Regions from separate parts of the Gossypium hirsutum genome. Here region 1 is linked to region 2. A link is a contact called in public Hi-C data. All regions are on one chromosome and are shown on one strand. Each heading gives the region's core, a stretch centred on a gene start, on an enhancer-like site or on the middle of the called end of the contact. The rest is flanking DNA. Distances are from core to core; before and after follow the strand shown.

The links. A called contact is a pair of places that touch in the nucleus more often than the background predicts.
Region 1: a Hi-C map of leaf shows a contact between it and region 2, with 2.5 times the contacts expected there. The contact joins the enhancer-like site here to the promoter of LOC107932929 in region 2. A contact is called at or near these places in 4 of 34 Hi-C or Micro-C datasets (callus and leaf).

What each region holds. Positions count from the first base shown.
Region 1 is chrA07:16,353,606-16,356,888 of Gossypium_hirsutum_v2.1, reverse strand. No RefSeq gene overlaps it. Among protein-coding and RNA genes, the nearest start is that of LOC107932919, 29 kb to the left of the region's middle. Within about 2 kb of position 1,563, at least 9 of the 9 cell types and tissues checked have an H3K27ac peak or open chromatin away from gene starts, as enhancers often do. A contact at or near this core is called in leaf, where this site is marked.
Region 2 is chrA07:16,173,943-16,177,139 of Gossypium_hirsutum_v2.1, reverse strand. It overlaps LOC107932929 (calcium-transporting ATPase 1, endoplasmic reticulum-type), which reads left to right and starts at 1,610. Exons shown (of 9, transcript XM_041117655.1): 1 at 1,610-1,793; 2 at 3,038-3,197. The coding sequence starts at 3,140.

The sequences.
Region 1 (3,283 bases), core at 314-2,813, 180 kb before region 2:
AAAAATATATGTTAAAACACATGGATTTAAGGAAATATATGAATCAAACCTACATCTCAATATTCGTATGTCTGTACAAGAAGAATTTTGAAATGGGTGATGTCTAAAATAATTTTATGAAGCAGATGGCTTTGGGTTAATGATACATATAAATTTAAAAGCAAATATATATATATAAGATAACGTAAAAATGATAATACGTAGGCTTAAATTAATGTATAAAAATCAAACATGTGTGCTAATATAAGTAAGTAAAAAAAACAATTCTATGCAAGCATATATACTGAACATATTATCATAGCAAGAATACATGCCAAAATATATGGTTAGAATAAAAAAACATTATATGTATGAAGTGACATTAGCTTATTATAAAACATGTATATGCATAATAACATGAAAGAAAAAAACATTTAAGATGTACAAAGTATGATAATGATATTACAAAAAACGAATCTACAATACTAAAAAAAATAATTATCAAAGTTGCTTAAAATATACAAGTAAATAAATAAAAAAATTATAAAGTTATAAAATAAAAAGACCTAATTAAAATTAAACTAAAACACACAAGGTAAATTTGAAAATAAACAAAAATAATGAAGGACCAATAGTCAATGCCCGAAAACATCTAGGGACTAAAACTGGCAATATACCAGATCCCAAAATGCTGCGTTTAGGCGCGGATCCATTTGCAAATGCGTGTAAATTACAGGACTAAATTAATAAAAAAAACGAAACACAAACATAGGCTGATTTGAATGCGGCGCGAAAGGGAGGGACTGATATGGAAAATAATCCCTCACCGCAAAAACACGCGGGTCATCAGGGCAGCAAACTGGATCGGGTCGGACGAATAGGCTTATACGACGCCGTTTTTTTGGCCACGGTAGTAAGCCTCAAACGACGTCATCCCCACAGGTATAAAAACCCCATTTTACCAAATTTTCAAAGCCTTCAAACCCTAGACCCATTTTCCATAGCCGCCTTCAGCCATGTCATTTGGCCCTAGCCTCCGGTGTCCCCAACCGCGGCGTATACGCCTTTTGAAGAGCATTTGCAGCCTCAAGACCCCTCTGCCCTCGATTTCGGCGAAGCAAGGAGGAGTTAACGGCGAACTCGCGAGGTAAGCCTCTTATTCCTTTCTCTTTTTCGAGTACCAGAATCACAAACCCACGAAAGAAAAAAAAAGAGACGGAGGGAGTAAAGTATTGAGGGATTTTTTTGATTCGAAAGTCACCTTTTTTATTACTTTGTATTGCTTTCGTGATTTTTGTTGCATATTTGCGCGTAAAAAAAAACCTTACAACTGATTAAATCCCCTGGCTTTATAGCCGAATGGGGTAAACATAAAAAAGAAAAATCGAAAATACAATGTTCTTCGTTGTTTTTGTTTGTTTTGCTGTGCGTTTGTCCCTTTTCTGCAAGTACAGGGTGCGTGGCGCTCGGGTACGGGGCTGTGCTGGCTGCTGAGACGCTGGCATCGTACGGAGGGTGGGCGTGGGGCGATGTGGTTGCTGCTTGTGAAGGCTGCGGCGCGAGGACACCTTTGCCCTAGGGTTTGCCGAAATTTGGCTTGGCTTTCGGGCCGTTTGGGCTCATTTTAAGTATTGGGCCACTAGATTTGGGCCAGAGGGACTGTTTTGGGTCTTTGGGCTTGCAATAGGACATTAATGGACTGTGGTTATTATTTATTTATTTATTTATTTGTACATATTATATTTATATTTGGGGTTTTTAGCGGGCTCGGGCCAAAATTGTCACTACAGTTGGCATAGTCTTATATAGTCACACCAACAAATAATTTTTAAAATTATAAAATATTTAAAAAATAAAAAATTCAAAAAAAGTATATATATAAATATTTAAAAAAACATTAGGTACACGTGGATTGTCATGCAAGTTATAATATTTAAAATTTTAATATTTTAGTCAGTATTTTTATTAAAAAATAATGATTCAACTCTTTTTTAAAAGGTTGATGGTCAAATTTGACTTTTTTAAAGAGTTGGAGACTAAATTTAACTTTAAAAAATAATGGTCAAATTGACAAAAGATATGAATATTAATGGCTAAATTTATCATCATGTTTTTACATTATTAAAAATATTTAATATTTTAACAAATTTACGATATCCATATTGAAATTTTTTATATATTTATTTTTAATATCAATATTCATATTTTATAATTATTTTTTGGGCATGAAACTTTAATAACCTAATTTTTTTATAACAAACTTATACATATCAAAACAAAATAATATTTTTGAAAAATAATTATTTATTGAAACAAAATAATCACAAATACTGACATATAAAAATCTCTAAAATTTTAATATCCTTCATTATCAGATGAGCAGCAAATATAATCCTTCCATGGCCATGGTCAGTGACAGCAAATGCCAGCCAGCCCCAAAGCTATTAATGAGAGCAATAAATCATTGGTCTCTAGTTTGCAAGTCATAGTGGTCCATGAACCACCCCCTTCCCCCTTTTACTCTTAAATACACCATTGCTATTGCATGAAATGGTCAATTCAAGCCAGCCATTGCTCCAATCTCTGCACTGAACTTTGGCCCTTATGGGTTCATTGGTTTTTACTTTGTGGTCACGCCCTGTCTTTGATATTACATCTATCTTTATAATCCGAACTCTGATTTATTGGACATCACTTTTTTAAAAGATCTCCGTGAACCAATGAAATTTAATGACAAATTGAATTCAATGTCTTTTCGAAAATCATGGAACTCTTGCTGGTTCTCTGATTGAACAGCATAATTTCGTAGGCTACTTTTGCCTTTAGAACTTTAAACTTCTTGTTTACTTGCGTTTTATATCAATGTAAGATATTTGAAAGTTTTATATATCCTGAGGTTTATTTATTTATTTAAGGACTTTAAAATTTCTATTACGTTTTTAAATTTTGTTTGTCCATATAAGATATTAAAAAATTGTGGGTGAATATGTCATGTTTAGATTTTGTCAGATTCTTTTCAAATTGATTTGGCTTTGATCGATTCTTCTTTTGTTGTACATTGTACTGATTGGATTTTACATTATAATTGATCGAACTTATATTTATATATTTATTGTACTTTATTAATGTTTGACTAGATCAATAAGGATTTCGGCTGGCAACCGGGTTGTGAAAGTGATGAAATCTACAAAAAGGGAAGAATGTAAGCTATGAAGGGTGCTAAAGTTGGCTCTCAGATGCTTAAGTTTGTGTTATGGTTCAGAGAGAATGAATAAAGGTAGAAGGTGATTAATAGTGAACCCTT
Region 2 (3,197 bases), core at 361-2,860:
CCATTGAATGCAACACCAGTGAATATCTAGCATGCGTCAATGTGGCCGAAATTTCCCTGGAATTTCCATTGAGATAAGAGTATGTATTCTGAGTCTTCCTATGAAAAACACAATCATGGACCCTGGTCATCAATAATTGTGTAATAAGATGCCTTCTAAGCTCCCAATTCACAGCTATGAAAGACCAGCTGATATGGTACATTTATAACTACAATACAAATACTTCACATTTATCATAAAAAAAATTACAATGTTAAATTAAATTGATACACTAGACTAAAACTCACACATGAAGAAATTCGAAAATTTACACATACTAACACATAATAAATCTTGAATTTAAGTACTCAATACCCAAAATCTCTACTTTCACTAATTGTACCAAGTTTGATTGGTAACATTAATTTTTCTCGAGTATATTCATATGAGCGCATATATATATACATACGACATTTACCTAAGCTCAAATAACAGTGAAGGCTAGCTTGGGTAATCCTATAATGAATTATTTCTTCAAAATAGAATTAAAAGCAAACTTGACTTGTTTAAACATTCCATATCCAAATTTGACTTTACACATTTTCATCTTGAATAAATAAAATTCATGTTAGTTTCCTAGCATTGGAAAAGTTGGCATATGGAAGAAAATCCTTTTTAAATTTGTAAATATACACTCAATTGCAAGAAGAAACTCTATCATGCCATCTTTATGTCCCCACAAGAAAACCCCCAAAAGGGAGAAAAAGAAACTTAGAATAGTCACACAAATCAATAGAATATATGAAGGGTTAATATACAATTAGGCCCCTCAACTTATTCATTTATACTTAAGTGGTTCCTAAACTTTATTTTGGACCTAATCAATTCGATAGAGCCATGCGATAACAATGTGCTAAGTGAAAAAACATAAATTAAAAAAATATATATAAATGTAAATATATAAATTATGTTTGTCACGTGACATTATGAGAGGTTGCCACATGATATCACCGCATTAGTTATAAATGTTACGATAATACAAACTAATGATGTTAGTGTGAATGGACTAACTTAATTGATAGAATACAAGTTTAAGAATAAATTGAATCCAAAAATATTTAAGAATAATCTAGGTACAAATAAATAAATTTAAAGGCCAAATTATATATTATCTCTTATATCAACTCCAAATTCTTTTACCAGCAAGGGAAGTAGGAAAGGAATAGGAACTTTCTTAAGCATTAATTAAAAAGTTTGCATTTGATGCACCATATATGAATTTATATACTATTAATAAATTGTACTATGGTATGTTATTAAAAAAATGAAAATTTACTAGCTAAAACAATATAATTTGTAATTATAATTGCATGAAAAAGAAAGAAAGAGAAAAAAGTGTGCACCTTTCCGAGAGTGGAGATTCAGTGCGGGAGGCCACAAACATTGAAACAAAATGGTCGCCCCTATTTGTTTGCCACATGGTAAAGGGCATGAAAAGCGATCGCTTAACGTGGGCCTATCGTTGATCTATGAACACGTGGCAATTCCTTATTAGTTGAGGCAATGTGGAATCTAGGTCCTTCTAAGAAGACAAAAGAGAATACGCACATAGAGATGGAGAGAAAGCGATGTTTTCTAGGCATTGAATCGCTCTCTATAAATCAAATCTCTCTCGTTTCTATTTATTAAGATCCCAAAGATCAAAACTGTAATTAAAAGAAAAAAAAAATTCTTTTTAAAAAAATTACAGAGTAAAAAAGAAAAAAGAGAATGAATCAGAAGCTGAGTGGAAACAGAGAAACTCCAGGATTTTGGTAAGCACAGTTTTTTTTTTTTTACTTTTGATTCATATATTTCTATTGTGTTTGGTTGCTGAGAGAATTTAATGAACAGATAATTTAGGAGAAATTCAATGATAAAAAATAAGATCGGATTTATGGATTCAATCGAAATTTAGAACTGTTTTCTTTTTTGGAAGTGAAACATAGAAGTGCTTAAAGAATAAAGAGACTGGATTAGTAAAAATGGGAGATAAGTTGGAAATCGAGAACGAATAAAATATAAACGATGAAAAGCTGTTAAAAATCTAATAAAACCGGAAATGATATAATATTTTCATTGATTTGGACTCTTTTTAGCCCAAGCGATCATAGATTGAAAGGCCCAAATTGGGGCCCTTAGGGCATCTGATTGATTTTCAATTATTCTTTTTCTTTAATTCGTCCTTTTAACTGACCAACTGCTCTACGGTCTCATTCTGTTCTCTTCTTCGGTTCTTCACATCTTCTTCATTCAGTTTAAGGTTAGATCTTTGAGTATTTTATTTTTATTCCCTGAATGTTTGTCTGGTTTGGATGGGTGTTCATCTGTCGATCTGGTGATATTGAAGTCGCTCTTAACGATACAATTTCCAATTTTGATTTGGTCAAACACAAAACCGAGCTTGGGTTCTTTCTCTTTTAGTGCCAAACCAGAAATATATAATGATTTCTTTTCTTTTCTTTTTTTGGTCAAGTTTTAAGCAACTTTGAGCGCAGCTTTCCCATGTATAAATCATGAAAATGACGACCTTAGCATGCAGGAATTGTTTTTTGCATCGCCTTTTCTATTTAGGAAATGTTCTATCAATATTGGATGCCGCCAAGTCTTGCTGAACACGAAACTAAAACCTGCTTATTAAACATGTTAATATCTTTAGAATTCTTTTTTTATATACTTCTTTTATACTGATTTTCGTTTGCTTCTTTTTGAAAAATTTTGATTTTTTTTTATAATTTATGCTGACCTATCCTTTCAATTGGTTGAACCGGAAATCAGATATGCTACTGGGTAACTCCAGTTTTTTACTCCTTGGTTAATTGTTTCTAATGTATAAATTTGCAAAAAAAAAAAATGTGGAATGGGTTATGGAAGAAAAGCGGTATTCTTTATTTGCTCTTTTATTGCTTTTCTTATTGTTTTGGGGACAAATAGATTGGTAATTTTTAATGCTTAGTGGGTTTTTGTTAATTTACTTTGTTGATCATGATGTTACTTTAAATTTTTTTTTTGCTTTCAGGTCCACTGTTGAAGATAGGAAGTAAAGTTTCAACTTTTAACTTAAGCTATTTTGATTTTTCTTCAATTACTTGAAGAACTTTTTCTTCAGCATTGAATTTCAATGGGGAGAGGTGGAGAAGACTATGGGAAGAGAGAAAAAGTCAGTGCTGCTTCTTCCA